Linked DNA regions of Bos taurus: region 2 is linked to region 1. Evidence: chromatin contacts called from public Hi-C data. All regions are on one chromosome and are shown on one strand. The core of a region is the stretch at or near the end of the contact, and the rest is flanking DNA. Distances in the headings are between cores, read along the strand shown.

What was found. A called contact is a pair of places that touch in the nucleus more often than the background predicts.
Region 2: a Hi-C map of blastocyst shows a contact between it and region 1, with 2.1 times the contacts expected there. The contact joins the enhancer-like site here to the promoter of FBXW9 in region 1. A contact is called at or near these places in 3 of 11 Hi-C or Micro-C datasets (blastocyst, skeletal muscle and an unstated tissue).

The regions. Positions count from the first base shown.
Region 1 is chr7:12,803,485-12,808,671 of ARS-UCD2.0, forward strand. FBXW9 (F-box and WD repeat domain containing 9) reads left to right here and starts at 3,483. Exons shown (of 10, transcript NM_001038151.2): 1 at 3,483-3,957; 2 at 5,078-5,187. The coding sequence starts at 3,549. It overlaps TNPO2 (transportin 2), which reads left to right. Exons shown (of 24, transcript NM_001205503.2): 23 at 45-119; 24 at 239-2,394. The coding sequence ends at 346.
Region 2 is chr7:12,850,527-12,855,623 of ARS-UCD2.0, forward strand. MAN2B1 (mannosidase alpha class 2B member 1) reads left to right here. Exons shown (of 24, transcript NM_174561.2): 17 at 357-475; 18 at 556-657; 19 at 830-917; 20 at 1,093-1,173; 21 at 1,596-1,823; 22 at 2,264-2,419; 23 at 2,511-2,613; 24 at 3,010-3,238. The coding sequence ends at 3,119. Among named protein-coding and RNA genes, the nearest start is that of MAN2B1, 15 kb to the left of the region's middle. Within about 2 kb of position 2,200, at least 60 of the 102 cell types and tissues checked have an H3K27ac peak or open chromatin away from gene starts, as enhancers often do. A contact at or near this core is called in blastocyst and skeletal muscle, where this site is marked.

The DNA.
Region 1 (5,187 bases), core at 2,233-4,732:
ACTGGGCTTGGACGGACCCTCACACGGGATCCGTCACGTTTCAGGACTTTATTTTCTTCTGCGATGCTGTAGCCTCCTGGGTGAGCCCGAAGGATGACCTTCGGGACATGTTTTATAAGGTGAGGCCCCCCAGCTGGGCCCTAATCTAGTCTTGGGAGGTGGCGGGTGGGGAGAGACTGAGATCACCCTCCTCTTGCCCTGCTCCGGGGCACCCCTCACCACACCTCCCTCACTGCAGATCCTCCATGGCTTCAAAGACCAAGTCGGGGAGGAAAACTGGCAGCAGTTCTCGGAGCAGTTCCCGCCACTGCTGAAGGAGAGGCTAGCAGCCTTCTACGGGGTCTAGACGAGCATCGCGACTGCCAGGTGTGGGGCCTGTGTTCACAGAGGGCTGGCGCTGTCACAGGAGCCCTGATGGCACAGGCCCTAACGCCCTCCTCTCCCCACAGGTTTCTGTCTGCGTCGTTGTCAGAGGGGTTGCTGGGGAGCGTGCTGCGTCCAGAAGTCGCTGTGCCCTGGTCGAGGGGGGTTAGGGAGGAGTTAGCGGGACCCAAATCCAGACGCCTTCCCTGTCCATCTACCTGCTATGGCTGGCCGGAGGTTGGTCAGAGGGTGGGCAGGTGGGTGGGGCCTCCACGCTCATCCTAGAAACGGGAGGGGGGTGGGACTTCTTAGCAGCAAGGACCCCTTGCTCTAATTGGGGTCACCTCAGGCAGCCTACTTGGGCCAGCCACGTGGGAGGGAGGCATCAACACGGCCGACCAAATCCGGCTGAGGATGAGGCAAGGGAAAAGCAGGCGGGGAGGGGGGTCCTTGTAGAGACACGTACACTCACATGTACACACATGGCTACACGCATGTGCGGGTGCTGTCGCCAGCCAGGCTGGGCCAGCCGCCCCACCATTTCCCCGACTGCATGGAGACAGTAGAATTAGTGAACCCCTGAGTTAACTCGTAAGGCCTTCCGTGTAACCTGCATCTAGAGTTTAAGAAGCTTCTGCTGTTTTGCCGGAATTGGCAGTGATTAGGGAGGGCTGGGTGGGTTGGGGACCTCCACTGGGACCCTGGGGTGGGGGTGAGGGGAAGAGGATGGCCACCTTGGGGCCACTCAGTCAGCACGCGCACGCTTTGGACCTGCTCTGCACACTTCTTGCCAGCTCTGTGGCAGCCTCAGCCAGTGTGTCCCCCTTCCTTCTCCCATCCCAGCCAGAAAAGTTGGGACCACCAAAGTGGCCAGGGCTGGCCAGAGGTCACATTTTTTCTCCCTCCCCTGAGCCCCAGTGACTTACGGAGATGCTGGGCTGGATGGAACCTTTTCCACTGAAGAGAGCTGGGAGCAGCCAGAGCTGCTATAAGCAAGTCCGTTTCAAAGGCAGTTCATTTCTCTGCTTCCAAGAGCACTCTTTCAGGCCTGACTTTTAACACAAGGGCCAGGCTAGGGCATTTAATTGATGGTGACAGAAGACAAAGGTTTAGGTTTTGCCAGCCAGAAAGAAACTGAAAACTTGGAGGAAGGGAAGGGCGGTATACTCCCTTACCCACCTCTGGCCCTGGGACTTCCTGATCACAGTTCCAGCAAGTCCTAAGACCCCACCAGACTAGGACAGTGAAACTTGTGGGATTGTTTGGGGATTCCTTCACAGTGGGAGAGACTCCCCTAAGGTGGAGGGGTGGTTACTTCCCATTTGGCCTAGAAACTGAAACCAAGCCTTGCAGCCCCCTTACTGGGGTTTTCTTTTCTCTTTTCCCTGCTTTCTATTTCTTTGGGGGCCTCTTTGCAATTTGCGATTTGCTGGGGTGGGGGTTGACTGGATTCCTGCGTCCTGGGGCCTGCTCCATCCATCCCTCTGGGGCCCTGCCAGAGGGGCACTGGTGCACATTCCATAAACCCAGCTGGTTCCCCGCTGTGAAACTCCAGCAGGTCTCTGGAAGCCATTTGTAGAAAAAGAAAAGAAAAAAAAAATAATCATTTAATTTTCTGGTAATTCCAGTGCTTTGGAGAATCCTCTGCTGGGTCTTCGGGTGTGTGGATTGGCTGCCTGATGGGATTGGTAACCCCTTCTCCATCCAAGATGGGGGGCCTGGTTCTAGTTCTTCTCTTTTTTTTTTTTTTTTTAAGAAGACTATTTAATTTTTTAATTTATTTTGGTTGATTTTTGCACAATGAAGTTTCAGCTTCTCAACCTTTTTCCCTTGCCTAGGGCTGCAGACCCTGACTGGCCTCGATCTGCAGTCCCTCTCGTTCCCACATCCCCCCTTCCCCTCATCCTTTTCTTCCTGCGGGCTCCAGGGTCTGTCCATTTGTTACTGTGCTGTGCTGGGGACTGGCGCCAAGGTGGCGTGAGATTCCACTTGTGTAGAACTTTGTTGAGTAAAGATCAGTTTCTTGTGAAACCCTTGGTCTCCATCTGGCCTCTTGTGTCCTTGGGTTTTGGCAGTAGAGAAGAGATGTAGAGGGGGGCCTGGAAAGTTTTAGAAATGGGATGTACAGGAATCAGGTCAGGAAATAACTGGAGGAGTGGGGAAGTAAGAGTAAACATTAAATGTGGTAATATAGCACATGCAACACCGTCTCTGGGACATAATTGCAGTCTGGGAGCTCACTACAGCACAGATTCAAAATCACCATGGGCTAAAGACTAAACTGAGTGGCAAAGAGCAAGACCTTGCAGCACTCTTGGGCTGGTTTCACAACTCTGGATTTGTATAATGCTCAGCCCAACGTCAAGGCCGTGGGACCCAGGAAAACATGCACAACAGTTAAAGGCAAATAAAAAATCTCTTATCTGGGTATGCAGAGGCCTCAGGATAAAATCTTGCAACCTCTGTACAACCCAACGATCACCTGCATCAACCTGGAAGAAATTTTTAAATGCTGACACAACCAGTTTTCATTTAAGTGTGTGCATTTTAGTGAGAAAAAATAAAGCTAACCAGTGAAACAGTGGTATGTCCCATAGAGAAAAATACAGTGGAGGGAGGGGAGAAAGTACGTTTTGGAAAATGACCAGTCTTACAGTACTCTGGGTACTTAGGGTACTCTGCTAAGGTGATTGAGCAAAGAGCCACGTGGATATCAGAAGAGGGAACGGGCTAGTGCTGCTTAGAATTTGTTTAACTTTCACCGAGGGCTCTGCAGTGTGTTTCTGGGTCGCTAAGAAAAGACAGGAATCACTGGCATGCCTAGACTTCGAACCAGGAAAAGAAATTTATTTCTTAGGTTCCGTGTCTGTGAGAAGTGCTTTAGGGCCGTGTTTTTCAAACCAGAGTCCAATGGCCCTTTGCATCAGCAACATCAGACATTCTAGTTTAATAAACGCAGGAACCAGAAATCGGGATTTTTCCAGTCCAAGGTCGACGCAGCTTAAGAACTAGACCTTTCCGAGGAGCCCGCATCCAGCACGCGGCCAGTTTCCACGCGGGTTGCTTGGTTCCGGCTGGCGCCTAACGTCATCAGGCAGCGCCGGAAGTGCCCTCGTGCTGCCTAGGAGACAGGACGCGGGCTCTGAGTCTGACAGAGCAGGGCCAGCCGCGCCCACCCGGTCGCCATGGAGCTGCCTCCAGGGCCGCGCGACGATCCCCACGCCTGGGACGATGACTCGGACCCGGAGCTGGAGCCTGACCCCGACGCGCAGGCCGAGGCTTACGTGGCCCGCGTGCTCAGTCCTCCAAAACTCGGGCTGGCACCCCCGCGCGCCCCTCCTTTGCCCGCGCCCACGGTGTCCTTTGGCTCTCTGGAACCGCGGGCCGCGTCCAAGGGCCCGACTGTGGCAGTTCCGGGCCTGCTGAGCCTACCCCCGGAGCTGCTGCTCGAGATCTGCGCCTACCTCGACGCGCGCCTCGTGCTCCATGTCCTGCCACGCGTTTGCCACGCGCTGCGCGACCTCGTGCGTGACCGTGTCACCTGGAGGCTACGCGCGCAGCGCCGCGTACGGGCTCCCTACCCAGTGGTGGAAGGTGCGCGCGCCCGGGGGTCGCCTGCCCAAGTCAGGCCTGGGGCGAGGGGGAAGGGGTCTAGGGTGTCATGAGCACACCCACTGGAGAAAACTCCCTGGCTGTCCTGGTTCAGGGTGGCTGAGGTAGTTACTGGTAGTACCAAAGCTCCTGACCTCTGGGTGAACCATGAGGCAGATACTTGGGATCCTGAGGCTATAGAAATCTACCTGGATAACTGGGGTCCCTGAACTCAAGATCCAATGATTCTCAGGCCGGGGGTTGCTACAGCGACTTAAAGTCTCAGGCTGTCAGGCTGCTCGGTGCTCAAAGTAAGACCAAGAATCCCCAGGTTCTGGGTGTAGATGCTAAGGCAGCAACTGGTAATGTAAAAGTCCCTTACCCCTAGAGTCTTGGCCTAGGTGAGGGTGAGACATGGACACAGGTCCAGAGCCTACAACCCTTGAACCTAAGCTATGGTTTAGAGGTTGGGATCTCTGATACCAGCAGTCACAGATCCTCAAGTTCAGGGTCTAACCTGTGATCTCAGACAAGGGCTGGTGGTCATTCCTTCTGCCACCAAAGTCTTTGGTCCCTAGAGGATAATGCAGCCTGCTGGTCTTGAATTGATGGGACTTTACTGAACAGCTTGATTAAAATATAGATGTTTGGGTCAAGGGCTTGGGTTCTGCTCCTTGACAAGGGTCCCAGGTTTGGGATACTGATTTTGGGGAACACTTCCATGAGTCTGGTTCAGGTGGCCAAAACAAGAAGGGTTAGTTATGTAGTCCTAACTCTTGTGCCCAGCCAAAGGGGTAGGGAGGGTGAAGCTGAGGTTGGACCACAGCCAGGGGTGAGGTAGGACTTTAACATCCTGAGGTTGGAGAATGAGGCCTGGGAAGGTGATCCTGGGGCTTCAGTTACCCAATATCTGGAAACGGTAAGGAGCAGCCTTAGACCTGCATGGCAGGTGGGTGGGCTGGTGGTCCCAAAGCTAGAGCCTGGGCTTCCTTGGGTGGGGTAAGGGATCCAAGTGGGATTCTCTCCAAGTCTTCTGCTCCCCAGAAGCCAGTGGTGAGCTTGGAAAGCTGTAGTGGGTGGCAGGGTTCCTGCCCACTGGGGACCCTGGTATTGCATCCCACAGAGGAGGACTTTGACTGGCCGACGGCCTGCATTGAGTTGGAGCAGCACCTGTCGCGTTGGGCAGATGATGGGCGCAGGGCTGAGTACTTCTGCCTAGCCGATGGGCACTTT
Region 2 (5,097 bases), core at 950-3,449, 46 kb after region 1:
AAGTATTCTTGCCTAGAGAATCCCATGGACAGAGGAGCCTAGTGGGCTATAGGCCATAGGGTTGCAGAGAGTTTATATACAACTGAAACGACTTAGCACACATGCATGGGCAGCAAGAATGTATGCCACACTCAAAAAAACTTACATGGCAATGACTGAGGTATAAAGTCATTTGATGTTTGATGACTAGGCATCAAACCTAGGCAGGTAGGGAAGGTGGGCTGGGCTCCGAAGCTATTAGTGGGGTTGACCCTGACGTAGGCCTTTGTGATCTTCACAGCTGGGGTGGACATTTGCAGGGCTCACCTTTGCTCAGGTGCACGCTTACACCTGCCCCCACTCCCGTGTGCCCACAGGCGTCCTTGGTGCAGGAAGTACACCAGAACTTCTCAGCCTGGTGTTCCCAGGTGGTTCGCCTGTATCCCAGACAACGGCACCTGGAGCTAGAGTGGACAGTGGGGCCAATACCTGTGGGGTGAGCGGGGCTGGGGGCTGGGGGAAGGGCAAAGTGAGGTTAAAGTGAAGCTCACCACCTTGCCATCCCATTGGGTATAGAGACGGCTGGGGGAAGGAGGTCATCAGTCGCTTTGACACTGCATTGGCGACACGCGGACTCTTCTACACTGACAGCAATGGCCGGGAGATCCTGGAGAGGAGGTGGAGAGACTGGGGGCACCGAGGGGTGGTCTGTGGTGTGCTGGGGCCCAGGGCAGTGAGGGGGCATCTGCTGATCCTAATGACTGTGGGAGGGAGAGGATGAAGGAGGAGTGGGTGAGTGGGGGGAAGGGAGCCAGACTCCAAGCCTGATCAAATCCTAACCCCACCCCAGGCGGAATTATAGACCTACCTGGAAGCTGAACCAGACTGAACCCGTGGCTGGAAATTACTATCCAGTCAACAGCCGCATTTACATCACGGTACCCATCCCCCACCCTGCTCCCCACCTTTTCCTGACACCCCTTTACAGAGTGGACTTCACCTGTTCTTGACATCTCCCAACTGTCCTCAGCAGTCTCCACCATCCCTGTGGGGCCTGCCTGGGAGCCGGGGCTGGCCAGCAGTGCAGCCCCTCACTCACCCTTTACCCCTCAGGATGGGAACATGCAGCTGACTGTGCTCACTGACCGGTCCCAGGGGGGCAGTAGCCTGAGAGATGGCTCCTTGGAACTCATGGTTAGTGGTCTGAGCCCCCATCTAAGTCAGGGTCCTTCCACCAGTTCCCTTCCTGCCCTCTACAGGACCTTGAAGCCAGTTTCTTTTGCTAGGTGCACCCCTTTGTTTGTGGTCCCCGCTAAGCTGAACCCTCCATTCCTCTGTGAGACATTCACTCCGTGCTTTTATCCAATCCCTACCCAAACTTCCGCTCCAGGCCCTGATTTACCCTATGCACGCCCGCATTAGATCCTTACCGCCGTCTGCCCTAGCCCGTTGTTAGGTCGGATCCCCACGTTTACTGGGGATCCCTTACGTTCCCTTCGTCGTCACCCGTTTCCCCCAATATTTTTTTTTCCCTTGAAATCCCCACGTACTTTCACCCAGTTTCCGGCCCAGAAATTGGCTACAGGAACCCTCACTCTTGGCCACTCTCCCCGCAGGTGCACCGAAGGCTGCTGAAGGACGATGCACGCGGAGTTGGGGAGCCGCTGAACAAGGAGGGGTCGGGGCTTTGGGTGCGAGGACGTCACCTCGTGCTGTTGGATAAGAAGGAGACTGCGGCCGCCAGGCACCGGTTACAGGCGGAGATGGAGGTCCTGGCCCCGCAGGTGGTGCTGGCTCAAGGTGGCGGCGCGCGGTATCGCCTCGAGAAAGCCCCACGCACGCAGGTGAGGAGGCGCGGCAGAAAGAGGACCCTAAGAACGCCTGCGGAGGGAGGGGCGGAGTTGAGGGCGGGTTTTCCTAGGTTTAACTGAGACCCACCTCGCCTGTTCCTACTCGTCCTGGGGTAAGCGAATCCCGTTCGCTTAGCTCAGCGTAGTCTCGGTTCAACCCTCTCGCCCACTCAACTTCTCCAACAGCGTCTCTCTCCTGGCTTCATCCCAATCCTAACTCTGTCAGGGGATGAGAACCGTTCTGCCGCTAACCTGGCACCGCCGGGTCCCCTCATTGGCTCAGTCTTCCCAGTCCTGGCTGAGCCCCGCCTCCTGAGCACGGCCAAGGCCCGCCCCTCCGCGCTGAATCTCCGCCTCCTGAAGCCTCTCAGCCCCGCCCCTCCCGGCTCAGCCCCGCCCCTCCCGGCTCAGCCCCGCCCCGCTCTTTCCCTCAGTTCTCTGGGCTCCGCCGCGAGCTGCCACCCTCGGTACGTCTGCTCACATTGGCCCGCTGGGGCCCGGAGACACTGCTGCTGCGCTTAGAGCACCAGTTCGCCGTAGGGGAGGACTCGGGCCGGAACTTGAGCTCCCCGGTGACCCTGGACTTGACGGTGAGGATAGAGATGGAAAGGAGACTGGGGAGAGGAGGGAGGGGAAACCCCGCTTTGTCCCAACGCATCCGGGCCCCTTCACTGCCCGCAGAACTTGTTTTCCGCCTTCACCATCACCAACCTGCGGGAGACCACGCTGGCGGCCAACCAGCTCCTGGCCTACGCCTCCAGGCTCCAGTGGACGACGGACACGGGTAGGAGCCTGCCCGGAGCGGGGTGGCGGCCGGGGGTCCGGGGAGGGGGGCGGCGGGTCAGTGTGGGAGGTGCGGGAATGTTGACCCGGTCCAGGTATAGAGCTTGGAGGGTCGGAGTAAGTCGGTGTTCAGATTTAGGTTAGGGGTTTAAGGGAGTGATGTGGCTTGACAGTCCTTGAGGGTGGGACTTGTGGGTGTGAGGACAGTGCCCAGACACTGGGGAGAGATTTGAGCATCTGGGGGTGGTATCTAGGCTCTGGCAAACAGTTGAAGGGTCTGGGAGTGAGGGCCTGGGGAAAGATTTAAAGCGGTATGTCTGTGTTCAGGGGAGGGCGCACAGAGGATGTTAAGGCGGAGGAAGTCTGCATCCCTCACTTCTCCCCTCCACCTCCCCAGGCCCCACACCCCATCCTTCTCCTTCCCGTCCGGTGTCCGCCACCATCACGCTGCAGCCCATGGAAATCCGTACCTTCTTGGCTTCGGTCCAATGGGAAGAGGACGGCTAGACCCACTGGATACAAGACTACCGGCTCCGAGCCTGAGTTCTCTCTCCGGGGGCGGAGCCAACTCTCCCCCTTGTTGCTCTTACTACCACCAATGAAAGCCATTAAAATGTCACTACCGAGACTCAGGTCAAGGTGTGACTGAGTGTGGGTTTCCTTTTTTTTTTTTGAGGGCAGTGGAATTTATGACCTAGAAAGGTCAGCAGGGGCTTCCCAGGTGGCACAGTGGTAAGAATCTGTCTGCCAATGCAGGAGACATGGGTTCAATCCTGGGTTCGGAAGATCCCTGGAGCAGGAAATGGTAACCTGCTCTAGTAGTCTTGTCTGGAAAATTCCATGGACAGAGGATCCCGGCTGGGTACAGTCCATGGGGTCGCGAAGATTTGGACATGACTGAGTGACTAAACACAAAAACACAAGGTCAGCAAATCCTAGCTGACCCTTGACCCGAGTTCTTTCAGGAAGGCCACTTGCTGGCCTGAATCCTCAGACCATAGTCTACACAGTTCATATCCCACCCCACCCACCACTCCCTCCTCCACTCCTGCTTCACTCTTCCATCCCCTAGGGCTGTGACACATCTGTGTTTTTGTTTATTTTTTATTTTTGCTGCCCATTGTGCCTTGTGGGGTCTTAGTTCCCAGATCAGGGATTGAACCCCAGGGCCATGGCAGTGAAAGCGCCGAATCCTAACCACTGGACTGCCAAGGAGATCCCTGGCACAGCTGTTCTGAGAAGCCACTGAGGACAGACTTGTATTGGCTTGTCCTGGGCCCAGAAAGCCAGACATACCCTGCAGGCCTCCCAAACTCTACCTTGGCGCCCTGAAGGTGGGGAATCTCAGCGGTCCTGGGGGGGCGGGGTATGAAAGAAGAATCAGAACCAGGTTCCAAAGCTAGGCCTTGGACAGGTGGGCTGGAGATGTGGGCCTCCCAGGAGACAGGCAGAGAGCCTGGCATGCCCTGGTTCTGGTGTTCTGGAATATTCTGGAATCTGTCTCAGAGGAAGGAGACCTGAGGCTTAGAATTGAAAGAAAGTCAGTACAGTTTTGTGTGGGTCCCTTGAAGGCGGTCTGGAGGCTGGGACGGCATTGCCACGCCCACCTGCAGCCCACGTAGAGACCATTGTTTGGATGCTTAGGCCCCTGATTGTCAGATGTGCCTCCAGAAGCTATGTCTACAGCCTCCTTGGGTGGGTAACAGGCATGGACCTGGGCCAGCTTGGAGCCCCTGGGCAGATCACAGATGGGATCTGGGTGCCAGATGCACTTCTTGAAAAGTTTTCTAAGTCTCCCTGTAGAGAGAGAAACCAGAGAGGCCCCAGGAGGGCATCCAAGTCTAATTGCCACACTGCATGCGGTCCAATCACTGGATATACCTTCTCCAGATGGATGTACCTTCTCCAGATGGATGTGCCTTCTCCAGACTTTTTTTTTTTTTTTTAATTTCGCTTTGCCAGGTCTTAATTGCCACTTGCAGGATCTTTATTATTATTATTTTAAAAATTATTTATTTTTGGCTCTGCTGGGTCTTCATTGCTTTGTGTGGGCTTTCTCTAGCTGAGGCATGAGGACTGCTGTTCGTTTCAGTGTAGGGGCTTCTCTGATGGTGTCTCACGCTGTGGAGCATGGGCTCTACGGCGCGTGGGCTGCAGTAGTTGCAGCAGCGGGCTCAGTAGTTGTGGCACATGTGTTTAGTTGCCCCGTGGCATGTGATATCTTCCTGAACTAGGGATCAAACTCGTGTTCTCTGTACTGGCAGGTGGATTCTTATCCACTGTGCCACCAGGGAAGTCTGTGTAGGATCTTTAGTTGTGGCATGTGAACTCCCAGTTGAGGTATGTGGGATCCAGTTCCCTGACCAAGGATCAAAACTGGGCCTCCTGTGTTGGGAGCACAGAATCCTAGCCATTGGGTCACCAGGGAAGTTCATGTTTCTCAGACTTTTGAATTCTCCTGGATTGAATCCAGGGCCATGACAGT